Regions from separate parts of the Xenopus laevis genome. Here region 1 is linked to region 2. The links are chromatin contacts, called in public Hi-C maps. All regions are on one chromosome and are shown on one strand. Each heading gives the region's core, a stretch centred on a gene start, on an enhancer-like site or on the middle of the called end of the contact. The rest is flanking DNA. Distances are from core to core; before and after follow the strand shown. Region 1 holds the start of stmn3.S (stathmin 3 S homeolog). Region 2 overlaps zbtb46.S (zinc finger and BTB domain containing 46 S homeolog).

Evidence for each region. Hi-C and Micro-C count contacts between places; a contact is called where the count stands out from the background.
Region 1: a contact with region 2 is called in a Hi-C map of the XL177 cell line, with 2.4 times the contacts expected there. The contact joins the promoter of stmn3.S here to the enhancer-like site in region 2. A contact is called at or near these places in 2 of 4 Hi-C or Micro-C datasets (the XL177 cell line and the XTC cell line).

What each region holds. Positions count from the first base shown.
Region 1 is chr9_10S:17,525,316-17,531,266 of Xenopus_laevis_v10.1, forward strand. stmn3.S (stathmin 3 S homeolog) reads left to right here and starts at 1,288. Exons shown (of 5, transcript NM_001086743.1): 1 at 1,288-1,394; 2 at 5,008-5,103; 3 at 5,275-5,450. The coding sequence starts at 1,376.
Region 2 is chr9_10S:17,427,365-17,433,373 of Xenopus_laevis_v10.1, forward strand. It overlaps zbtb46.S (zinc finger and BTB domain containing 46 S homeolog), which reads left to right. Exons shown (of 6, transcript NM_001093696.1): 5 at 801-976; 6 at 3,930-5,896. The coding sequence ends at 4,298. Among protein-coding and RNA genes, the nearest start is that of LOC108702670, 15 kb to the right of the region's middle. Within about 2 kb of position 3,952, at least 2 of the 7 cell types and tissues checked have an H3K27ac peak or open chromatin away from gene starts, as enhancers often do.

The DNA of each region.
Region 1 (5,951 bases), core at 38-2,537, 95 kb after region 2:
CTATCAACTGTCCCTCAAATCACTAAACAGCTCTCTCCCTACACTAGCTCTTCCAAGCACACACAGGCAGAATGAAAAAACGCTGCAGGGCTTCAGTTTATATATGGAAGGGGAGTGGTCCAGGGGGTGTGGGGGTGGTCCAGGAGGGAGAGCTTCCTGATTGGCTGCCATGTATCTGCTGGTCTGGGGTGAGAGGTCAAAAATAAGCGCCAGCTAAGGCGAACCCAAATTGGCGAACGTCGCGCGACGTTCGCGAACATTCGGCAGACGCGAACAGCCGATGTTCGCGCGAATTAGTTCGCGGGCGAACAGTCCGCGACATCCCTAGTCGCAATAGGTGAGATAAATGATGCCTTGTATATTTACAATAAGTGGGAAATGCAGGGTACGGACAGATATAGGGTATAGAAAATACAGGGTACCCAATGTTATTGCAGTATGGAATATACAGTGTATGGAGAGATATATAGTATAGGAGATACAGGGTGCCCTGTGTATTCAAGAGAGAAAAAGGAAATTCAGATTGTAGGGAGATTTAGGGAATGGGAGAAATAGGGTTTCCTGTGTATTCACAGTAAGGGGGGGGGTACAGGTTATGGGGAGAGAAGGGATTGGATACAGGGTGCCCTGAATATTCCTAGTTAGGAGGATGATATGGGGTATGGGGAGATATAAGGACTGGGAGGTCTTAGCCCACATGTTATTACAGTAGAAGAGATACAGGGTACAGGAGATAGGGAATAGAAAATGCAGGGTATCACCTTATAACAACAGGAGAGATACAGCAGGGTGCCCTGTGTATTCAGAGTGAAGGGAGATATACCGTGTATGGTGTATAGGAATGGGAGATACAGGGTGTCCCATTATTACAATAGGGGAGATACAGGGTGTCACATTATTACAGTAGGGGAGATACAGGGTGTCACATTATTACAATAGGGGAGATACAGGGTGTCCCATTATTACAATAGGGGAGATACGGGGTGTTACATTATTACAATAGGGGAGATACAGGTGTTACATTATTACAATAGGGGAGATACAGGGTGCCAGAGGAAACGCAGCGATATTGTGGGAGCTCGCGACCCAAATACTCAAAATTGGCTGGGGTTGGACACAGAATGGCACAGTTACAAAAGGGAAATGATTTGGGAATGGTACTGGCCACATGCCCTGCCTACTGTAAAAACAAGCCCAGCCCCCAGCAGCCATTGCCTATAAATATACCCACAAGCTCCCTCTCCCCACCCCGATTTGCTGCTGAGTCAGGCACCCGCTCCTATCTCTGCGGCACTGCAGCAACGGCACCAACAAGAGCATCAGCAGCAGCTCCATCAGCCCTTACACACCCACCGCTCCGGCTCCCTCCAGCACCATGGCCAGCACCCTCTCAGGTACTCCTCTCTCAGCCCAGGGCCAGCGCAGTTCTTTATATTTGCTGCTGGGCGCAACGATTTGTTCAGCCAGAGGGGATTTCACGATCACGCAGCAAGGGGGTTGGGTGTTAAGTCTGCATTATAGACATGGAATATATTCCACCCACACCCAGTGAATTATATCCCGTTGTTTATACTACCCATTCCGATCGAAGATATTCCATCAAATCTGTATTCCCCCGCTAGTTCTATACATGATCTATACCCACTCGTGTGTGTGATAATAACCCTTTTGCCCAAATGTACAGCTCCCAATAGGCTACCATATATACTCGAGTATATACCCCCAGTATTTGGTATCATCTAACCTCTCATCATCGTGTATATTCACCCTATTACATGATATACTGTATACCTCTCCCCGTGTATATTACTCCAGTAATGTGGATGGTGTATACCCTCTCATTCTAATGCATATTCCCACCAGTATATGATATCTGCCCTTACCTAGTGTATATTACCTCTAGTGCTGCATATATACCATCTCAGTGTATATTCTCTAAGGCAGTGATCCCCAACCAGTAGCTCGCGAGCAACATGTTGCTCCCCAACCCCTTGGATGTTGCTCCCAGTGGCCTCAAAGCAGGTGCTTATTTTTTAATTCCTGGCTTGGAAGCAAGTTTTGGTTGCATGAAAACCAGATGTACAGCCAACCAGAACCTCATGTAGGCTGCCAGTCCACATAGGGGCTACCAATAGCCAATCACAGCCCTTATTTGGCAGCACCCAGGAACATTTTTCATGCTTGTGTTGCTCCCCAACACTTTTTACATCTGAATGTTGCTCACGGGTGAAAAAGGTTGGGGACCCCTGCTCTAAGGCAATGCTGCACCCATTGCAAGTATACAACTGGTTGGACCAGTAGCCATCCTAATACACTAACCTCAACCTGCTTATTATATACACTGGAATTTACACCCTCTTAATGTACATTGCATCCAATACTTTATCTAATATAACCTCCCATCTTAGTGTATATTCACTCCTGTGCTGTACAAGATTTACACCTATCCCTCCCAGTATATTCCCTCCAGTACTGCACATAATATGTATATTTCCTCATTGTGTACATAATATATACCCTCCTTCTCAGTGTACATAAATTATATATACCCTCCCCTCTCAGTGCATGCCCCCAGTTCTCTCACCAGAACCTAGTGCCCAAGGCAAAGATCACAGGATGCTTAAAATGGGAAATTCATATTAAATAAATGAAATTCATATTCTCAATGCAGCATCACGTTGGATGATATTGGATCATCTTGGATGATATTGGATGATATTGCCCTTTAATCTACCCCCAATACCACAGTGTTGATGAAAAGTCCTGGAATCCACGTTGTTCACCTCTGTTGATACTGTAAACTGGCCTATCCAACCATTTATTTTTAACAATAGCTCTAGCGTTCAGCTACAGGGGGTATGGTGGGATTTAACTCTGGGCTTTGGCAGATGTTAGGTTAAACAGAGGGTAACATAAGGTGAGGTTTCCAGATAAGGTGGGCTAGGGTGCCATATCAAGCTCAGATGTAAAGGCTTTCAGTGGTATTTGTAGGAGCACAGGACATTATTGTACATTACAAGATTGGTACAGTTATTTCCAATATAATATTGGGGATCAGAATATGGGAGGCAAAAAGAGATCACACAGATCTCTCCCCACTTGTGTCATTTACAGGGCCATATATCAGCACCCAGGGGGCTGGACTTAGGAGCGGCAACTTCGGGGGGTGGCCATAGGGGAGGATGATCTGTTACATGTTGGGATCTCACCAGATGGTGCCCACCACTAACTGCACAGCCCTCTGCAATCTGTCCATATGGGACCCTGATCTACTGCATCACTCACCCTAACATGTATAGCCCCCACCTATCAATAAACTTCCCCATGCCAGCAGCTCAGATCCAATGACATTTGAATGATTTAATTGTTATCAAGTCGGTGCTCAGTGTGGACAGGGCCAGACGGCATACATCAGTACACTTCATACTTTCAGCTTCTTTTAGCAGCCAAACCCACCTCCATCTCCCTACTCACTTACCCTCCTGCCACACCACTTCCCATTTACAACACATTCTACAACACTGCCCTCATCTCCTTGTAGAATCTGGGGCCCAGTTGTTGGTGCTGTCACTTGGCACAAGTTACATTTCCAATAAACTGGACAAGTAGCACTTTGCATCTTGCCATTATTGCTATTAAGACCAATTATACTCCCTTACTGGCAACAGTTCAACCAGGGCTGCCATTAGAAATCACCGGGCCCGTACAACAAAATTTTCGGGGGCCAAGCCCACACTAGCGCCCAAGCCGCAGCCCAGATCCTGCCCACTCCACCCAAGCCCCACTCCATCCCGCTCAAAGACCACACAGACATCAGCGCTAAAAAAGTAACCCCCCAACACACACAAATTATAAAAAGCTATTGATGGTCAGGGCTCCCTTATAAGTTAAAAAAAAAAAACATTACAAGTTAAAAAAAAATTGGGGCCCCCCAAATTTTTTTTGAAAAAAACATTGGTGCCAGGGCCCTCCTTACAAGTTAAAAAAAAATTGGGGCTAGAATTTTTTTTTTTTTAAAAAAAAACCATTGGTGGTAGGGCCCCCCTTACAAGTTAAAAAAAATTGGAGCCCCAAAAAATAGTTTTTAAAAAAACATTGGTGCAAGGGCCCCCCTTACAAGTTAAAAAAAAAACAAAAAAACATTGGTGGCAGGGACCTATAGAATATTAAAATAATATATTGGTGGCCAGGGGATAAAAAAAAACAAAAACATATTGGTGTTCAGTAGAATTGAACTGGTGGCTTCAGCACTTCAACTTCGCCTCCTTTCGTGACTTTGGGTCTTTTCGCAGCTTCAGGACTTCAATTTTGGCTGTTTTCGTGATTTCGGGTCTTTTCGCCGCTTCGGGAGTTCGGCTGTTTTCGTGGCTTCGGGTCCTTCGGCACTTCCACATTTCGGCTGTTCGTCATGGCCGCACACACAGCTTCGGCGCTCTCAAGGGGGGCCCGGCTCTTTTCAAAACTGCAGCACTGCCGGGCCCCCTTCATGCCCGGGCCCGGGACACTTGTCCCCCCTGATGGCGGACCTGAGTACAACCAGTATTACTTTGATACTACAGGGTTGGCTAGGTACAATTATTGGCTGCAACCATATGCTTATTTCTCCATGTCCCCCTTCTCAGCCAATTTGGTTCGGCTGTACTATGGTCCGTCTCCTCTTCTCCCATAGCAGCAAAGGTGGATTGAAATAATCTGTAAATATTGCAAGACTCTCAATTTTATGTCTGCCAATGTACCCAATGTGTGCCCAATGAATTTCTGAGAGTGGCAGTGTATTTAGTTCATTGAGTCAGCTGGGGTGGGAGGCAACTAATGAGGTTTCAATAAACTAGAATGAGTGGCAACTTGGCTTTGTGCTTGTCAACTAAGGGAAGGCAGCCAATGAGACATACTGTATAGAACTCTGAACCTGGCACAAAAGTATTCTAGTTTGCCATTCACCAATAGCCCCATATATATTGTTCCTGTGGGAGACTTTGATCAGTAAGTTGAGTTCTCCTCTTGCAGCCTACAAGGAGAAGATGAAGGAACTTTCTATGATATCAATGATCTGCTCTTGCCTCTACTCCCAACCTCATCCCAAGACTATCTATCAATATGAAGGTCAGTAAGTGGTCATTCTGTTTTCATAACTAAATTAATCATTCTCATAAGACAGAGCCCACTCCCTTGATAGAGTTTGTTACTTTATTCCCTACTTGCTCATCCCATGTCCTCATGTACTGTGTCCCAAGCAGTGGTTTCTACAATCTAATTTTACTTGTTCCTACACAGACATGGAGGTGAAGCAGTTGAATAAAAGGGCATCAGGACAGAGTTTTGAAGTTATCCTGAAGCCACCCACAGACTTATCACCAGAGAGTCCTCCTCTCACCACCTCACCAACAAAGAAGGACATTTCCCTAATGGAACTTCAGAAGAGACTGGAAGCTGCAGAAGAGAGGAGGAAGGTCAGTATGACTTGATGTGTGTTATGGCTCTTACTCATGAGCGGTTGTAGCTGCGCTCCCCTGCGTTCTGTTTTTCTGCATTCAGCCGTAGGGGAGCGCAGGAATAGACGCATTACATTTTTTCCAATGGGGCTGTACTCACACAGGCGCGTGTCGGCGCCGAACGCAGGTAGAGACCCAACATGCATTTTTCCTGCGTTCTGCGCCTACACTGTGTGAGTACAGCCCCATTGGAAAAAATGTAATGCGTCTATTCCTGCGCTCCCCTGCGCCTGAACGCAGAAAAGCGGAACACAGGGGAGCGCAGCTACAACCGCTCGTGAGTAAGAACCCTAAGGTTACATCTCTACAGCAGTGTTTCAAATATCAGGGGTTCAAAAGTCTTGTTACCAACAGGCTGGATTGGTAATTCGGTTATATTTGCAAATGCCAGAGAGGCTGTTGTAAGATGACATAGAACTGCCTTTTTAAAATGTGTGGTCAGAAACACAATAAAGATGT
Region 2 (6,009 bases), core at 2,702-5,201:
AAAGGAGAATTCAACCCGTAGTTTAAAAAAAAAAACTTCCCCCTACCCTGGGTAGAACCCCCCTCCCTCCTCCCCCCCAGCCTACCTGCACCCCCCCCCCCCGGGCAAATACCCCTAATTTTTTACTCACCCCTCCGTGCAGATTCAGGCCTCGGAGTTCATGGCAGCCATCTTCATCTTCTCCGGTAATCTTCTTGTATTGATGGCATTTTCGGCACATGCGCAGTTGGAGTAATTTTTCGGTCCCAAACAACTGCGCTTGCGGCGAAAGTCACAAACATTTTCGAAAAATTTTCAGAATTTTTGGGGCTTTTGGCACATGCCCAGTGTTTCGGACTGAAAATTTACTCCGACTGCGCATTCGCTGAAACTTCCGAAAAAAGACAGAATAAAGAAGATTGCGCCCGTGAACTCCCATGGCCAGAATCTGCATGGAGGGGTAAGTAAAAAATTAGGGGCATTTGCCTGGGGGGGGGGGTGCGGTAGGCTAGGGGGGAGGAGGGAGGGGGGTCTACCTAGGATAGGGGGGAGGGATTTTTTAAACTATGGGTTCTGTTCTCTTTTAAAAGACTAAAATTTAAATTTTCAATTCGACTCTTGATAAATCTGCCCCTGAATGTCACCATTTCCTATAGACTTATACAAAGGAGCCGTTATTGCTGCTTATGTTGGGTGTGTGTGTGTGTTTTCCTTGGCTTGCAGTCGTCATATGTTGGTGGGGGGCAAGTGTTGGACTTGCTGTGTAAAGGTAGGTTTCTCTGAGATCCTGCCTTATCCTAAACCTCCCGCTTCTCCTTTAGTCAATGAGTTCACGGTCATCCGGAAGAAGTTCAAGTGCCCGTACTGCAGCTTCTCTGCCATGCACCAGTGCATCCTCAAGAGACACATGCGCTCGCACACAGGGGAGAGGCCGTACCCCTGTGAGATCTGCGGCAAGAAGTTTACCCGGAGGGAGCACATGAAGAGGCACACGCTGGTAAGCGGAGGAACCCTTGGTACCATTTAGGGCATGCTTCTAAGGAACCCAAAGCTGAATACACTGACACCAAACTACAACCCAGGGATCTAGACTTGGTATCTCTCATGCAGTCATGCATGCTGTACAGTCAGCAAAATAACATGGCAGCTCCCACTCATATATACATATGGACAGAAGTGTTTTTGTGATTCTGTTACACGCTCAGTATTACACTGTGGTCACTGCAAAGGGAGCTTGGACCATTAGTCCTGACCACTGACCTAGAATCAGAAGGCTTGAGTAAGTCTGAGATGGAACTAGGTGGGTGAATGCATCCTGTGTGAGATCAGGGGGACACCCCTCCCTTCATACTTTGTGCTCTTCAGCTCTGCTTAGTGAGGGCTGTGGGTGGAGGGTAAGTGCATGAAGGATGTCTGGTTGGTGGGTGAAGGCAGGAAGGATCTATGGGTGCTAGGGGAGGGCAGGGAGGATCTGTGGGTGCTGGCTGAGGGTGAGGGCAGAAAAGCTTTGTGGTAGCGGGGTGAGGGCAGAAAAGCTCTTTAGCTGCTGGGTTAGCATAGGATTGTTCTGTGGTTGCAGGAGAGCTCTGTTCATGTACCCTTATATTCCCAGACCCAGTATATTATCCCCTCCTTGTATCTAGAATATATGTTGGGGGCAGAACCTGGTGATTTAAAGAGCCCTGTATTCTGGTTACCATGGCAGCTGAGCCGGCCCCTTCCTAGAGTGTCCTCTGCTGTCATGTAATTGCGTGCCATCTGTCCCTGCGTCTGGCGCTCCTTATCTCTCCTCTGCATTATCTGCTACGACTAGACCTGGGAGGGTACGGGTTGAGGGGCGCAGTTATATATAGCTCAGGAGACCAGTGCATGCGCATGTCAGTTGGTGAGTCTAACAAAGGGGAATACAGGAAGGACTAACCTTTTGCTTTGCCTCCCCATCACATTTTATGTATACATCTCCCACCTGCTGCGAGTTGTAGTTCAGCTACAGATGGAGGACTGCAAGTCTGACATCTCAAGACCTGCACACTGTGCAGCTTTAGCAAGGTGCCAGGTTGTGGGGCTCTAGCAAAGATCCAGTGAGACTGTGGGGTGCAGTTTTGTTACTAAAAGCCAGAGGGTCCACCCTTAAAAGTAAAACTATACCCCTCAAACAATGTAGGTCTCTATAAACAGATATTGCATAAAACAGCTCATGTGTAAAACCCTGCTTCATGTAAATAAACCATTTTCATAATAATTTTTTAAAACTATTAGTAGTATGTGCCATTGGGTAATCATAAATTGAAAATTGCCATTTTAAAAAAATAAGGGCCGCCCTCTGGCATCGTATGATTCACGGTGCACACAAACATACCAACAAACTATACTTGTTAGGTCACATGAGCCAATTAAGAGACAGAGTTCTGTCTTTTGCTTCCACACTTCTTCCTGTTACAGTTAGAGCTGCAGTATTTCTGGTCAGGTGATCTCTGAGGCAGCACACGAGGCAAGAGATGTAAAAAAGGGCAATATTTACTTAAAAATATCTGTTGCTTAAATATTCATTTTTGGGGGGTATAGTTTTCTTTTAAAGGAACAGTTCAGTGTAAAAATAAAAACTGGGTAAATAGATAGGCTGTGCAAAATAAAAAATGTTTCCAATACAGTTAGTTAGCCAAAAATGTAATGTATAAAGGCTGGAGTGACTGGATGTCTAACAGAACAGAACACTACTTCCTGCTTTTCAGCTCTATAACTCTGAGTTAGTCAGTGACTTTAAGGGGGGCACATGCAGGGCCGCCATCAGGGGGGGACAGTTGTCCAGGGCCCCGATGGTTTTTGTGTCTTACGGGTTCCCGGCCATGGTTCACTTACTTGATTAGCCGGGCCCCCCTGCTGTCAGTGTGCTGCAAGCTTCAGAAAAGAGGACAGGAGCTCCAGTGCACAAATGATTTTTCTCCTATTCAGATCTGAGTTCTTTGTACCCTCATTGGTCCTTAAGGATAGGTCCCTGTAAAGCTGTACAGGGATTGGATAGGTGATGTAGGAACGTCTCATCCAGCCTATCAAATCCCAATGCAGCTTTACCAGGACTTAAACTTTTGTGACCAATGATTACAGAGAACTTAATAGGAGAAAAATCGGGCAGTATGGGTTCTCCAGTTCTCTCTTCTGAAGCTTGCAGCACACTGACAGCAGGGGGCCCTGGCTTATCAAGTAAGTGAAGCATGACTGGGACCCCCTTAAGGGGGGCCTGGCCACCAATGTTTTTTTGTTTTTTTTTACTTGAATGGCTTTTTATAACTTGGGGAGAGGGCAGGCCATCAGTATTTTTTTTTTTACTTGCAGGGGGGTACCCTGATCACCAATGGCTTTTTATAACTTAGGGGTGTTTAATGTTAATGTTTCTGATGTCTGTGTGGCCTTTTTACAGGGGGCCCAGAAAATTTTGCCGTACAGGGCCCTGTGATTTTTGAAGGCGGCCCTGGGCACACGAGACATAATTATTCAGTTTGCAATTGATCCTCAGCATGCAGCTCAGATTCAAGAGCAAACAGTTATGATTCATGTGGCCCCATCAAGTCACTGATTGGTTACTGCCTGGTAACCAATCAGTGGAAACCAAGAGAGCTGCAAAGCAGGAAGTAGTGTTCTGGCTATTATATTAGACATCCTGTCACTCCAGCCTTTATACATTACATTTTTGGCTAACTAACTATATTGAAAACATGTTTTATTTTGCACAGCCTTTCTATTTAGCCAGTTTTTATTTTAATACTACACAATTCCTTTAAAATTTGAGAATAAGACACATTTCATTAACTTTGAAGCACTCAAAAGCTCTGCTTCCTATACAGATATGCCCCTAAAGGGGTGATAATTAGACTGTGTGTGCCTGGGCACAGAAGAGAATGCTGGTTCCCAGATGCCCCCATAATTATTCTTTTGTTACCTTCCCCCTCCAGGTGCACAGTAAGGACAAGAAGTACGTGTGCAAGGTGTGTAACCGCGTGTTCATGTCCGCCGCCAGTGTTGGCATCAAACATGGCTCCCGGAGGCACGGCGTTTGTGTGGATTGTGTAGGACGCGGCGTGGCTCATGGCGGAGGAGGACACTCCCCTGATGGCATGTACGCAGGAGAAGCCCACTACCTGGATGATGTGGACGAGCTGAAGGTGGACGAGGAGATGGGCGGGGAGGAAGAGGATGACATCAAATGGAAAGATGAGGCAGAGAATTCACAGGATGATGTCATACTCGAAGATGATGACATTGAGGATTGCACCCCGGATGTGAGTGGGGGGCAGATGAAAGAGTTTACCTGGATAGCCTAGTGAAGAAAGGGTTAAACAAGGACCCTAAGAGACCTTTCTGGCAGAGGAAGCTAATGATCTGGTCCCCCCCCTCCCCCACTGGTGGCAGGAGACTTGGCAGGTTGTTTGATCCGCTTGCCATTGCTTATTTCTGGCAGCCACAGGGCCAGTACTGGTTTCACTTCACTGACAATTCCTTCCTGTGATTGCTGCCAGAGGGACCTGTACAGTTCAGGGGCCACACTTCCTAAATCCTTGACAGCCATCCAGGGGCCCCAGTTTCCAAAGTCACACTTTTTCACAAACTGCTTAGGAGGCAACTCCCCCCCCCCACTTCGAATATTCTTTCCCATGTGACTCACACCTCCCTCAATACCCCTAACACCCCTGCCTCTCCCCCATCTGCCCTGCCAGCTGCTGTTTTTTTAAGCAAATCTTTTTAGGAGGTTTCTAATGTTTTCTAATTGCTGAACACAATCAGTGTGAGGAGCCATCGCCCCACGGCACCCCCACCCACCACCTCTCTCTCTCTCTCCATCTGGGCACCAAAACCTTGTGGGTTACTCTGTAGCAGGACATGCAGAAAACATTCCATGTGTGGGTACCAGACTTGCAGGGACTCGCCCATCAAATGGCACCCGTAAAATACCGGCCAGGTGGGCCGTGGCAACCCTACCATAGCATTATATGTCAGTAATTATTAAGGCTTCCCTGCCCTTCCCCCATAATTAGCCACTAATTGCATTGCCAGCTCTTCAGCCGAAGCAGCTGCCGACTACTTAAAGCTGCCACTGCCTATTTGCTTGAGAGACACTGGGTTGAACTGAGGTCTGAGATTAGGATCCGTGGTGGCACAGAGGGCTGGTTGGGTGGGCTCTGGCTTCTCTGATCTCTCATTCTGAGTCTATTTTTAACCAGTTCCCGTTTGCACATGCCGCCCCTCCCTAATCCTTACCCCCCCCCCCTTATCCTGGCTCTGTGGGAAGATCTGTTCCTCAACTGCATTTCCTGAGGGTGAGCAGCCTGGCCTATGGACTGGTAACTCCTCTGCCCACGTCAACTGACTCCATGCCATCAGGAAGATAATGATCCACTCCAGCCATTGATTCCGGCAGGGGGAGGGTCACCTGCAGCCCTCACATGTTGTTGAACTACAGCTGCACTTTGGCTTGTGCTTTAGCGCCATCCGGTGGCTGCACATTTATTTTCCACTTGACATAAACAAAGAATATCATGGAGTTCTCTGCTCTGTCACTCAGAGGGTTAATCAGTTCATGAACTTTACCACCCTAACCTGTTTGCTAATGCTGGGGAGACCCTCTCTTAGTCACCATCCACCCCTTTTGCTTTTTTTTTTACTCTTTCCCATAAATTGATTGAATATTTATATATAAATATATATATATATATAATTTCGTGAAATATGCAAGAACTGGATATTGGGTGCAGATTTACAGCTAAAAGGGGATTGGTAGCGCTAATATTATAGGAAGATTTCCCTGCTCCACCCCCAAGGGGCCGACCCTGCGCTTTCCTATACACACACATTATTTATTGTACCCTGTTTTCTTTTTATTACACATTTCTCAGACAATAAAATGGCAACGCCGTGCAATGAATATATTATATGGACTGGATTTTTCTACCAGGGTGTTTGGCATTGGAAACTTTTAACAACTTGAGTGCCAGTGCTTGTTCATACAAATTATATGAATGGGTGGCAGCAATTGGA